Linked DNA regions of Ovis aries: all the other regions are linked to region 1. Evidence: chromatin contacts called from public Hi-C data. All regions are on one chromosome and are shown on one strand. Each heading gives the region's core, a stretch centred on a gene start, on an enhancer-like site or on the middle of the called end of the contact. The rest is flanking DNA. Distances are from core to core; before and after follow the strand shown.

Region 1 (4,416 bases), core at 1,492-3,991:
GGGAAAGACTCCGCACTCCAGTATTCTGGGCTGGAAAATTCCATGAACTGTATAGTCCATGGTGTCGCAAAGAGTAGGACAAAACTGAACAAATTCCACTCCCTAGTTTGACTCCCTCATACTGTTTTGGTTTAACATTTATAGTATACCTACTGCATAGAAGGTATATGGACCTGAAAGAGCTGGAGTCTCTTTATTCTTTCCAGTGGCTGAAATTAAATTTTTAATAGAATATCCTGTATATAAACAGATAAAGTCCTTTAGAAAATAGATCTGGTACAAAGAATGGTTGCAAGACATTCTGGGATTCGAGTCTCCCTCTATGGCATATAGGGAAATATCATGGTGACATCAGCTAGAGCAAGACTAATTCCAAGTCCTTCTTAATTTTGAGCAAGTTCCAAGACTTGGCTCCCTCCTCACATGCTTCCAATCACCCCCTTCATTTGGTTTCTAGACTCAATTAGTGAGTCTATTTCCATACCCCTCATTTTCTCACCAACCCCACCCCCACAGTGTCCAAATTGGCCCTCCAATACTGAAACCATGTGCCGGAAATTCATTAAGCTGAACACATGGGAAATTACAGAGGAGATTTCACTTGTCACTTAGACTCAAATATAGAAAGTAATTTTAAAAGGACAGTGGCAAGAGGCTATTTTTATCTTGCTTGTTTGTGCTGAGTTTTCTTATCTTGCTGTCTCTCATTCTCTTCCTGGCTACCTCTACTCTTCCTTGCTTTTCTAAAATAAATGTTGGCCTTTTTAATCTTCATCTTAGTTTCTCTTATCTTGCATCATGGAGTCTTTTGTCTGTCTTTGTCATGCATTTATTCATTCATTCAACAAATATTGAATATCTACCATGTACCAGGTCCTGTGCTAGGCACTAGAAGAATACAGTGGTGAATAAGACAAACATGTCTTATTCCTTACCATTGTGGAGATTACAGTCTAATGAGGCAGATGACATCAGGTAGATTGAGTTCAGTCTGGGTCACAGAAAAACCTTCAGGGAGTTATTAGCACCTTTCTGATGCTAAGTTTAAACTGCAGTAAATGGGCCTGTGAAAACAGGCCAGATCCCAGCATGTTTGTGGGGTTAAAGAATACACCAAATTTATTATAAGGAATGCAAGACAATCAAAGACCCAGGTTTCTCTGTATTATACACAAGCCCTTGGGGTAGAAAGAACATGAATTTCACAGTGAAATGTGGATCTGATTCTGACTCCACTGAAGAAGGAATTCATAGGGCCTGGACTCTATCTTAGGCCTGTTCATGCTGATCATGCTCAGCCACCTTTCCAATGGACTCTGAACTCTGTGTTTAGTGCCTATGAAAACAACAACAGAAGGATAAGACCCCCTCAAGACAGGGGAACCTTGAAGATCATATCTAGGTTACTCATTGCCTAAGAGAAAACATAACGCTATCACCCCTTCCTCCAGCCAGGCCATAAATTTTTCTGTATCTATTGGAGTGTAACCTCAGGTTTATTGATTATTGGCTAATTGTTTGACTATTTGAGCACATGAGCACATAGCATGTGAATGATGGGGTTATTGGGATTGTATTTTCCTTGGTTTATGTAAGTCTCAAGGAATTTGGAGTGGTGGGTTTAGACACAAACACATAGGGTATAAAAGATTTTCACAAATGCTGGTTGGGGTCCTTGGCTAGGAGGAGACTCTGCCTTGGGCCCGCCAGTATAATAAACTGCACTCCACTATCTGCATTGTCCTTCTGAGTGAGTTTGTTTCCCAGAACGCTTGGCTACAACACCACCACTTACATATTAGCGGTTTGATTTCTGGATTTCAGTTTCCTCACTTATAAAATGCAAATTGTAATCTCTGCATTTTAGATTGTTGTGATGATTAAATAAGAGAGCATATATAAGGGACCAGGAAGGTGCCCAACATATTTGCTTCCTTTCTCATTACCTCCTTATCCCATCTTCTAATCTCACAATTACAAAAAAAAAAAAGTCCAGTCTCTCATTTGGTGGGAAATGAGATTCTTTAGTTGGTATTAACCACTTGTATAACCCACTCCAGTGTTCTTGCCTGGAGAATCCCAGGGGCGGGGGAGCCTGGTGGGCTGCTGCCTATGGGGTCGCACAGAGTCGGACACGACTGAAGCGACTTAGCAGCAGCAGCAACCAGTTGTATATCCAGAGAAATCAGTTACTACCAAGTGCACTATACATACAATTTATGACAGATTACTTCCTTATTCTGGGGTAAAGAAAAGGCAATAAAAATAATGAAATTATACAAAAAGATGGAAATAAGGTGTAACAAAGAATTTCTTGACTGTGAGGGCTGGAAATATAAGTGGATGCCTGGGACAGCTACAGAATTTTTTTTCTAAAAATATCTGTTTAGACTGGGCTGGGGAAGGCCGATCCAGAGGTAAACCTGCTAACCTCTTCATGTCCCATTTAGCCTAGGGAATCTTTTCAAGAGAAATTGCAGTTCTTCTTCCTTTTCCAAGCCAGACATGCTCTGGGGAGATGAATGCTGCCAGAAGGCTTATTGCTCACAAGGAAAGGAAAAATGGCAGCTGCCATTTCAGGCACTTAATAAGTACACCAAATTGAGAAGCTGTTGATTTGGTTTACCTGATTCCTCCTCCCTGATAAAGAAGAAATCTCTTCAATCAGAGGTTCTTTGAAACTGAAAAGGAAGCCAGAGCTCTAACTGCGGAAATTGGCAGAGGCAGCGCTCAAAGGAATAAGCCTGGCTCAGCAGGCAGCACCAGGATTCCTGGATTCGCTCCCCCACCCCCACCCACAGGAAATTTCAGGTTGCCTTTGTTCTGCTGAGTTCTTTTCAAAGGAGATTATTTTAGTTGTCCTTTCCTCCCTTTACCACCAGTTTTCTTCTTTCTTCTTTTCCTTATTCTCGCTGCTTTGCTTCCCTCCTCTCTCGTGCCTCCTCCATTTCGTTTTCTTCATTCCTCCTCCCCCAAGTCTCCATATCAGCTGTTGGATCTCGTTGCCTGCCCCGCTCGGATTTCGGTTCCAAATACTTTAGAATTCCTTCTTGGTCTAAAGTAACACTGTTATTCTGCTAACAAAGGCGATACTCTCTATTTAGAGAGCAAGGTTCACCCCAAGTGTAGTCAGGTGCACTCGGGGAAAACCTTTCAGCAGAAGGGTTTTCAGAGCCTTTCATGTGCTAATAGATTGTGAGTGTCCATAGGGTTGGGGAGCTGGGGGTGCTTAGAATACTGGAATTCATTTTCCCAAACCTCTTGATCTTTTTTTTTCTCTACAGAGCATATCCTGGGTCAGGTGGTCTTTGGAATACAGTTCAGAGACACTTATGTGTTAGATTTTTTAAAAAATGCTGTAACATTCATTATCATTTGATTTTTACAACTATCCTATGATAGGACAGGGAAATTATAATAGACTTATTTTATAGATAAGTAAAACTGAGGCTCAGAAAGATTACACGCCTGGCTCATAGTAACATAGCTAACCAGCAAGCAACAAAAAGCTAGGTCTTCTTATTTATGGGCATACTCTCCCTGCACTGCCTTGCGCTTAGCTGCTCAGTTGTGTCTGACTCTTTTCGACCCTTTGAACTGTAGCTTCCTGGGTTCCTCTGTCCATGGCATTTTTTCATGCAGGAATACTAGGGTGGGTTGCTATTTCCTTCTCCAGGGGATCTTCCTGACCCAGGGATCGAACACATTTCTTCTGTGTCTCCTACATTGCAGGTAAATTCTTCACCCACTGAGCCATTGGGGATTTACAAATATACAAAGTATGAAGTTAAATAGGTTACTGAAAGAATAAGAAGAGAACATCAAGATGTCATGGTTGTTGCTGTTTAGCATGTCCAACTCTTTTGTGATCCCGTAGTCCACCAAGTCTCCTCTGTCCATGGGATTTTGCAGGCAAGAATACTGGAGTAGTTTGCCATTTCCTGTACTGTGTTTAAATATAATATATATATGATATCAACATATGGCATGTAACATATGATATAAGATCTAAAAGACATACATACTATAATTGGTTAATTACGGCATTCATTTTCCCCATTCAACTAGATATGTATTGTGCAACTACTACAATGTGTTTATTACTATTTCAGTTGCTGGGGACAGAGCAGTGACCAAAAAGACAAAAACATAAATTCTTGCCTTCGTGGAGCTTACATTCTAGTGGGGGAGATGGAAGTTATAAATATGTAAAATGTATTTTATTATCTATGTTACCTAATACATATATATGTGCCTTATAATCATAAAGAAAGAAAAAGTGAAAGTGAAGTCACTCAGTTATATCCGACTCTATGCGAACCCATGGATTGTAGGCTACCAGGCTTCTCCATCCATGGGATTTTAATCATAAAGGCTAAGAATAAAGATAAAGCGGAATAAAGGATAGACAAATGT
Region 2 (4,578 bases), core at 1,503-4,002, 600 kb after region 1:
CAAGAACTAATTCAAACTGTTTCTTAAGCAGACCACCAGTGAGTGAGGCCCTGCTCCATAGGGAGCAAGAGAGTGAAGCCCGTCATGACCTAAAACTATAATCTATAATGGGGCAGGTTTTCTTTATACCTGTCCCTCTCCCACAGCCCAGGCCACAACCAGTTCACAACGCTGCCATAAAAGAAAAGAGTGGTTTTCCTCTTTTCCTGACCTTTTATACTGGACCTGAATGGCCACACTTGCAAAGCAAAAAAGACAAAATCTCAGTTCCTAGCCAACCTGTAAATTTCCCAAGGGCCAATACTGATCTATAGCTTCTTCTTCTTTTATATCCACCATACTAAATGCCTAACACACTAGCTTCCTAATGAATATTTGATCAATTGAACTGAAGAGAGTGCCCAGGAACAAGAAACTAACTAGTCTGTTTCCAAACTGGAACTATGACAGTGATCAAGAAATTAGTTCCCCCTGAAAGGATTAGGAAAGAAACAGCATCCTGTCACCTTTGATACCAGGCACAGCCATCTTCATTCATTTATTCAACAAGAATAATGTTCACAGCACACCTGCTATATGTGGAATGTAGATCTTAAGGCCTGCTAAGTCACTTCAGTCGTGTCCGACTCTGTGCGACCCCACAGACAGCAGCTCACCAGGCTCCCCGTCCCTGGGATTCTCCAGGCAAGAACACTGGAGTGGGTTGCCATTTCCTTCTCCAATGCAAGAAAGTGAAAAGTGAAAGTGAAGTCGCTCAGTCGTGTCTGACCCTCAGCGACCCCATGGACTGCATGCAGCCTTCCAGGCTCTTCCATCCATGGGATTTTCCGGGCAAGAGTACTGGAGGGGGGTGCCATTGCCTTCTCTGGATCTTAAGGCCTAGTGGGGGAAAAAAACATGCATTTCAGGTGGCATTAACTGTCTTGAAAACAACAACAACAACAAGGTAGGTAAGAGGGCTACAGACAGTGGGAATAGGGGTCAAGAAGAGCCATTCTGAGGAGCCAGCATTTGCGCAAACACCTAAAGGAAGAGGAGCTAGACATGCAGCTATGTGAGGGGAGAGCATTCCAGGCAGAGGGAAGAGCAATGCAAAAGCCCTGCAGTGGGGGCATTCTGCAAGGAACCCAGCCTGGAGTGGAATGAACAATGGGAGAGAGGTAGGAGATGAGGCAAGAGAGAGAATGGTGCACAAATTACATAAGACCCCGTAGATTATAAGGATTGTAGATTTCATGCCTAGTGAGAGAGAAGTGATTAGCAAGTTCTGCACAGAGTGAAATGTTCTGATTTTAATGGACTACTCCAGCTTCTGTGTTGAGAACAACCTGTATGAGGTAGAGCAGAAGCAAGAAAACCACTCAGGAACTATGACAGAGCTCACTCATGTCCCCCACAAATTCAGTCTCTCCTGTCACATTTTAGCTGGGCACAAGGCTACTCAGAAAAAGAACTACATTTTCCAAGCTTCCTTGCAGTGAAATGTAGCCTTGTGACAAAATGCTGGCTGATGGGATGTGAGTAGAGGGATATATGCAACTTTCAGGTCATGTTCTTACAGGAAGGGGTCTGCTATCTACTTCCTTCTCCCCTTTCCATCAGCTGGAATCTCATGAACATGACAGCGGCAGCTGGAGCATCTATCTTAGGCAACAGGATGGAAGTTATATGTTGAAGAACTGACAATATTTTTCAAGGAATTAGATAAGGAGACATAAAAAAAGAAAAAATCCAGGAATGACTCCAAAGTTTGGAAACTGATAGAACCCGAGTTGCATTTATTGCCATGGAGAAGACTAGGGTACCAGTGAGTCTGAGTGGACTATCATTGACATTCACATGGAGATGTCAAGTAGCAGCTGGATATGAGTATAATATTCAAGGGGGAGATGCAGGGCCTGAAGATAGCCATTTCGGACTTATTAACATATAGGTGATTTTAACATCCTGATATAGATGGGATTATCTAGGGAGGGTGGAGAAAGAAGAACAAAGCCATGATGACAGTCCTAGGGCATCAGAGGTAGGGGAGATGAGGAGACAGCACCGGACACTGAGGAGGTAGGGGAACTGAGAGAGGAACGTCCGGGAAGCCAAATGAAGAGGATGTCTTAAAAAGAAAAGAGTGAACATACGTGTCAAATGCTGCTGCTAGGATGAGTAAGAGGAGGACTAAGGGATCCCGCTGAAACGAGAAGCCACCAGTGACACTGACAAGAAGAGAATTTTCAGTGGGGCACTGACGACACGAGAGAATGAGGAGAGAGGAAGTGGAGACAATTCTGAATTCCCAGCTGGTAGAAATCATCCTAGCAGCCTAAATTCCACCCTTCCCATCACAGTCCCAAGCATTCTGAAGGAGAGGAGGGCACTCAGCAACTGAATCTTATCCAGCTCCCCTTACCCATGTGTCTGAATGACCCTGCTATCTCTCCTCTCCCAGCTTCTCTCTTCCCAGGCATCCCTGCAGCTCCGCTGCCCTGCTGGCTCCCAAGGCGGCTCTCAAGGACTACCTGGGCAGGCTTGGCAGTCAGGCCTGACACTCCTGGATCATAATTAGTGCTGCTGCTAACGATGTTTGGCCCCTATGGAACAGCGACCTGGGAAATTCTGATACTTCCAATTCTCCCCCTCAGTGCTTTCCCGGATGCAACTTCCCGGCCAGTGTCTGTGCTCCAGCCCTGGGCCCTGGCTGCCTCCTCACCAGGGAAAATGAAAGCAGTGTCTCAGATGCCATTCCAGAGGGCCTAATCAGTTAGCTGAGGTCATTTCCTGGCCATTGTCACAGCATTATCATATTAACACAGGCACACCTTCGGGGGAGGCAGAGAGGTTCCTGTGAGGAAAGGGTGAGGGCAACCAGGCCCTTTCACATGGTTCATAAGGAGCACCTCATAAGGAGCACCGCTAGTGGTGTGATGAGAACACTGACAACCAGAGAGAAAAGCGCCCACCCAGAAGAGCTCTGAATTTCCAGCAGAGATGCAGCTCATCCACCCACTCTTCCCTGCTGAGGATTATCTCTAGGGCTCCTGTCTCAGCAGTCAGAGCCTTGCACACTGTCCCGTGGCATCTTGAGGCTAGGCCTGGTCAAAACTCAAACCTAGCTCTTCTCTGCCCCTGCAGCTTCAAGCGTTGCCCTCTTGACCTGGAAAGTGCTCAGTTCAGAGTACTGCCCTGACCTCCCAGGTCTAAGGACTTTACTTCATTGCCCTAATGGGCCTCCAGCTCTCTAGGGCAGGGGCTAGGCTGGGCCCTGTGCCTCAGGGTCTTGGAGGAGAGGTCAGAGGGTTGCCTTGGGTTAAGAATATTGGGACTGACTGGACCTTGGCTTCTGCCACAGGGGATAAAAACAGAAACCAGCACCTACAAAGCACTTTGCAAATGGGAGACCAATTTAAAACCCTTTTTTTAAAATGTAAAATATACATAAAATTTTACCATCTAAACCATTTTTAAATGTACAGTTCTGTGGCATTAAGTACATTCACACTGGTGTGCAACCATCACGACCATCACTCACCGGAGCAGTTTCATCCTACCCAACTCAGACTCGGTATCCATCAAACACTAACTCCCTCAGTGTAGGGTGTTGCATATTTATCTCCTATAATCCTTATTGTGAGGTAGGAATTTTCTCCACTTTCTACCAATAAGGATACAATAATAGGAAACAGTGAGAAGACAGTGTTACCCTGCTCAGGGGCAGAAAGGCAGGGAGAGGGTTCGAATCCCCATCTGCCCAGTTCCAGGGCTCACCAGTGACTTAGTGGGAAAGGATCTGCCGGCCAATTCTAGAGAGGTGGGTTTGATCCCTGAGTCAGTAAGGTCCCCTGGAGAAGGAAATGGCAACCCACTCTAGTATTCTTGCCTGGGAAATCCCATAGACAGAGGAGCCTGGCGGGCCACAGTTTGTGGGGTCACAGAGAGTCAGACACACGTGAGCGACTGAGCGCTGGTGCTTTGTAGTTCCTCCCTTTGACCAGTCTAGGGTCTAGGGCCTTTATGGGAAGGGCATCACGAACAGACATCACTGATGACTAGTCACTTCACACATGATGTACACTCAACTGTAATGCAATGGAAGGGCTTCTAGCCAGCATGGTTTGTATTTCCCAAAGCAAGGTCAGCCATTATAAGGTCAAATGTCTTTTGACCACCTAACAGGACTCAGCAGGAAAGGGTTCCTCAGACATCCTTCTTTAACTTGGTTCAGTTCAATTCAGCCACTCAGTTGTGTCCGATTCTTTGCGACCCCATGCATCACAGCATGCAAAGCCTCCCTGTCCATCACCAGCTCCCAGAGTTCACTCAAATTCATGTCCATCGAGTCGGTGATGTCATCCAGCCATCTCATCCTCTTTTGTCCCCTTCTCCTCCTGCCCCCAATCCCTCCCAGCGCCAGGGTCTTTTACAATGAGTCAGCTCTTTGCATCAGGTGGCCAAAGGACTGGAGTTTCAGCTTCAGCATCATTCCTTCCAATGAAAACCCGGGACTAATCTCCTTTAGAATGGACTGGTTGGATCTCCTTGCAGTCCAAGGGACTCCCAAGAGTCTTCTCCAACACCACAGTTCAA
Region 3 (4,457 bases), core at 837-3,336, 740 kb after region 1:
ATGAGGTGGTGGCTGGGGATGGGTAAGAGGTAGTAACTGGGGATGGGTAGGAGGTAGCCACCGGGGACGGGTACGAAGGAAGAGAGGAGGTGGCAGCAGAGGCTGCGCTTTTGTCTGCTTTTTTGTCCTTCTGCCGCAAGTGGATCTTGGTATGCCTCTTGCGTTCATCACTCCTGGCAAACTTTCTCCCACAGATGTCACAGGCGAAGGGCTTCTCCCCTGTGTGGGTGCGGATGTGGGTGGTGAGGTGGTCGCTGCGGCTGAAGTTGCGCATGCAGATGCGGCACTGGAAGGGTTTCTGGCCAGTGTGGATGCGAATGTGGCGGGTGAGCTCATCTGAGCGAGAGAAGCGCCGGTCACAGGACTCCACGGGACAGGCGTAGGGGCGTTCATGGGGGGGCGTCTTGCTGGGCCGGTTGGGGTACTTGCGCATGCGGCTGGGTTTGATGAGCTGAGACTGGTAGGTGCTGTTGAGGGCCTTCAGGTCCTGGGAGCCCGACTGTGTGGCAAAGGCCTTGATAGTAGAGAGAGGAGTGAGCGAAGGCTGCTGGGTACGGCTCTCCACGCCCTGGAAGGGCTTCTGATCTGGCGTGCCCAGACCCAGGTCCCCCTGCTGTTGTGGAAACAGATAGTCGGGGATCATGGGAACCTGGAAGCCCCCCTTGGCACCAGGGTAGGCAGGAGGTGGGTACTGAAGGGCAGGGCCTGCTGAGCCCGGAAAGGCCTGGCCTTGTGGCTCAGGGAAGATGTCAGTGTTAGGTGTGGGGAAGGTGGGTGCCGCGGAGTAGATGGGGCTGCTGTCGTTGGACTGCACTGCGCAGCTCAGCGGTGGGCTCTGGGAGGCTGAGGAGGAGGCCGCTGGAGACGATGCTGAAGATGAGGTGGCCGGTGGGTTGGTCATGCTGACGAGGCCGCTGACCAGACTGAAGAGGGGCTCAGGCCACAGGGTGTTGCCACTGTTGGGCGCAGGCTCCAGAGAGAAGCGGCCTGTGTAGGTGATGGGGGGCAGCCGGGTGGTTTGGCTGGGGTAACTCGTCTCCACTAGAACCTTCTCGTTATTCAGAGAGATGTCAGGAAAGGACTCTGGCAGGAAAAAGAGAGGGAGGAGGCCTGGTTACTGGAGAGCAATCACCAGAGGACGCGGAAGACCCACGCTGCCAGACAAGAGGTCGGGCCAGCTACCATTGACTCTTGAGCTGGTTAATAATTGATAACAGCAGATTGAAATGTTCCTGGACCATCTCCAGACGCAGAACCCATTTCAACAGCCGCTGACGCAAATACGGAGAATCCCCTCCACTGCAGCTCCCAGCGCTCCGCAGCGGCGGCTGCGCGGGCAAGGGATTCCCGCCAGTACCCCCGCAACGGCCGCGGCCAGTGCGCACCCCCTACCCCGGGCTGCCGGGACATCCCGGGCCAAGGATCCCGGCCTTTCCTCGGGGATAGCGGCAGGCTAGGCAAGCCTTTCTGGAGGGGGAGGGGGCGCAGCAATGTTCGTCAAAACAAGCTCTCCCTCCTCCATCCACCCACGCAGCCCCACAGCTCTCCATCCAAAACAAAAGCTGGCTCCTCTGCGCACCGTTAAGGACAGGGTGGGGGTGGAGAGAATGTCTTCAGGCAGTCCTCTAACACAGGACCCTGGGGATGTGAGAAATGGAAGGGAAACCCCACTTGCATCCCTGCGGCGAAGGGGGAGCTGCAAAGGCCATGGGGAAGAACCGGACGCCAGAATGTCGGCGAACTGGCTAGCCCTAGGCGTAGGCCACAGCTTACCTGCGGTCAGGTGCTCGTAGGGCTGCTCGCTTGCCTCCCCCTGAGGGTTGAAGGCGCTGCTGCTGTTGCTGTTGCTGCTGCTGCTGCCGCCCCCTCCACCTCCACCGCCCCCGCTGCTGCTGCTGCTGCTGCTACCGCTGCTGCCCTCCGAGGCCCCGGCGGCACCGAGGAACTGGGGAGCCCCATTGCTCAGCAGCATCATCTCCTCCAGCTTAGGGTAGTTGTCCATGGTGGGCGAATGAGGAAAGGAGCCAAAGGGGTCGGAGATCTGTAGCGGGGACATCAGCTGCATCTCGGCCTTGGCTGCCGCCATCCCGGACCGGCGGGCTGGAGAGCTGGTGTTGGGGCGGGTGGGCGCAGCCGGGGACCGAAGCTGCGGGGGACACCTCTCGGGGGCTTGGCCAGGTCACATGCGGGGCGCGGGGCACACTGTGAAGAGCGCAGGCGGGGTCCCCAGGCTCGCCCTCGCCGCCGGCCGGTGTAGACGCGGCGCTGCTACCGAGGCTGGGGTAGGGGCCGGTCCTGCGGCGGCGGAAGCTGGCGGCGGCGGCAGCTGGCGGCGGCGGCTCCCCAAGTTCTGCGCGCTGGGATCTCTCGCGACTCCCCGGATCCGCCTCTATTTGAAGGGTCTGGAACGGCGCGGACCCGCCTCCGTCGTGACGTACATGGCCATATATGGGAGGCAGGAAGCCCTAATATGGCAAGACCGGCCGGGAGGACCCAGAGTGACGTGAAGCCCCCTCTCCAAGAACTGTAGGCACTGCCATCCCGCAACCTGGGCCCCACGCCGGCTCCCGCACCCTAGGTGCCCAGGCTTCGAGGAAATTTAGTGCTCAAGCCGCAGCTGAGGACTCCCGGACCGAAGCTGCTCAGTAGTTCCCAGCGTTGCCCCCGCCTCTTCCCTCCGCCTTCTTCCCTCCTCCCGGAGCCGGAAGCAGCCAGGCCATATCGGGGCGCTCCAAATAAGGCGCTGCCCAAATAAGGATTGTTCCGGCGGGGGATCCTTCCTGCTCCTTATATGGCGTTTCCGGGTCTCTGCTTACTGCTCCCTGGCTCCCTCCCTCCTCCCTGGTTCCAAGCCGGGAGCCCAACGCGCGCGGTAGAGCCGGGGACGCCCAGGCGGGGAGGGCTCCGGGCGCACCGCGGTTCCCCGGCGGGGACTGGGCTGGGAAAGCCCGGGCCCTGGGCGGGGGCGAGGGCGAGGAGGACTGGGGTTCTGCCACCGTCATCCAGGGCTCGCCCGCCCACCTCTGGGACCGTGGGAGCCGGGCTGGAGCTAAGGGGAGGAGTGGCTGGGCTGGCCAGGGCAGAGGCCGCCCAGGAGAGGCGGGGCCCTGACCCCTGGCCTCGACCAATGGCACGGTGCCTTTCCAGGTGTCGCGGTGGAAACTGAGGCTTAGGAAATAATAGCCAGATGGTTCCTGTGCAGTGCGATGGGCCACCTGCTTCTCCGCCATCTGCCAATAGAATGGGGTTGTTGGGGCCTCGGGATCCCTCTGCGCCACCAGAACCGAAAGGCGATTCTCTGGTTCCCTCTGGGGGAGAGCCCACGCTTGGGTGGCTGGACAAGGGAAGCTGATTGTCTCTGGAGAAACCGGAGTCCTGTTCCCACCAGGAGCTAGTGGTCCTTGGGATGGTGGGAGACTGACCCACCTTTATCCAGAACAGGTGATCGGGGGCGAAAGTGTGGGAATCTGAACAGCAGGCTTCCCTACGGACTGTCTGGGGACCCCCGGCTGGCGAGAAGAGAGATCTGCTTAGCGAGTTGGTGCTGCCCTCTGGAGGTCCCCTCTCCAGCTCGGTTCCCCCGGCCCCTGGCCGAGTAGGCTCTTCGCCGTCTTCTTGCTCCCCCCTCCCAGCTCCTGTGCTGGGCGCTGCGCCAGGCGCGGGGAGCCTTAGACGCAGTGAGCGCTAACTGAGCAGGCGCCGCAGCCTGGGCTCCCCCTGCAGTCCCTGGGGAGCCGCCACAGCCGAGGCTCGCAACTCCCCGGCGGGGTAACACTCCCCTCCTCCAGCCAGGCCACGGTCGAGGGTGGGAGGAGGGTGCGGTTAGGCTGGCAAGGTTCCAGCAGGTCTCCTGGGAGCTAGACACAAACTGGGAAGCCCTCCCCATTGCGTCCCCGCTCCCCCACTCAAGTGCGCACCCCAAACAGAACGGGGATTCCTGTTGGGGAAGGCTTCTGGCTCTAGCTCTGAATCCAGGGGAGATGGTGTTTTTCTGAATTTAAAAAGAAAGCAGAAAGTGTGTGTGTAGAAGGAGGGTGCTGACGACACTGGGAGGAAATAGGGGGCGGGTTAGGGTCTCCCTGAACCCAAACAGCTTCAGGAAGTCGGGGTTGAGGGTGTAAAATGGGGGAGGAGGATGTAACTATCTTCGGCTTCATCCCTCTGTATTCTACACACACATAAATCGGCTTAGGGAATCCAGCAGTGAACCAGGGCTCCCTTATCTCTGTTCTCTAAATCTGAGCTCCCCATCCCAAATGCTAGGACCTGGTGGGTGCCAACTCCCACCGGATACCGAGCTGTCCATTAGAAGCAAAAGCCTCCTGCAGGGCTGAATGGCCAGGCCAGTCAGAGTCAGATGTGTTGTGACTGAATGCCCATTTTGCTACTGCCTGGTGGGGTACCTTGGCCAGGCTTTTCTTATCTCTCTTCAGCTGTAAAACAGATCTAATGTTAAT

Evidence for each region. Hi-C and Micro-C count contacts between places; a contact is called where the count stands out from the background.
Region 2: a contact with region 1 is called in a Hi-C map of liver, with 2.7 times the contacts expected there. The contact joins two enhancer-like sites. A contact is called at or near these places in 7 of 16 Hi-C or Micro-C datasets (hypothalamus, liver, muscle and 4 more).
Region 3: a contact with region 1 is called in a Hi-C map of liver, with 2.8 times the contacts expected there. The contact joins the promoter of EGR1 here to the enhancer-like site in region 1. A contact is called at or near these places in 2 of 16 Hi-C or Micro-C datasets (liver and tail adipose tissue).

Annotation. Positions count from the first base shown.
Region 1 is chr5:48,241,101-48,245,516 of ARS-UI_Ramb_v3.0, reverse strand. No RefSeq gene overlaps it. Among named protein-coding and RNA genes, the nearest start is that of MATR3, 7.0 kb to the left of the region's middle. Within about 2 kb of position 2,741, at least 5 of the 54 cell types and tissues checked have an H3K27ac peak or open chromatin away from gene starts, as enhancers often do. A contact at or near this core is called in liver, where this site is marked.
Region 2 is chr5:47,637,330-47,641,907 of ARS-UI_Ramb_v3.0, reverse strand. All of the region lies in intron 4 of CTNNA1 (catenin alpha 1), which reads right to left. Among named protein-coding and RNA genes, the nearest start is that of TRNAC-GCA, 14 kb to the left of the region's middle. Within about 2 kb of position 2,752, at least 6 of the 54 cell types and tissues checked have an H3K27ac peak or open chromatin away from gene starts, as enhancers often do. A contact at or near this core is called in liver, where this site is marked.
Region 3 is chr5:47,496,733-47,501,189 of ARS-UI_Ramb_v3.0, reverse strand. EGR1 (early growth response 1) reads right to left here and starts at 2,086. Exons shown (of 2, transcript NM_001142506.1): 1 at 1,774-2,086; 2 at 1-1,083. The coding sequence starts at 2,086.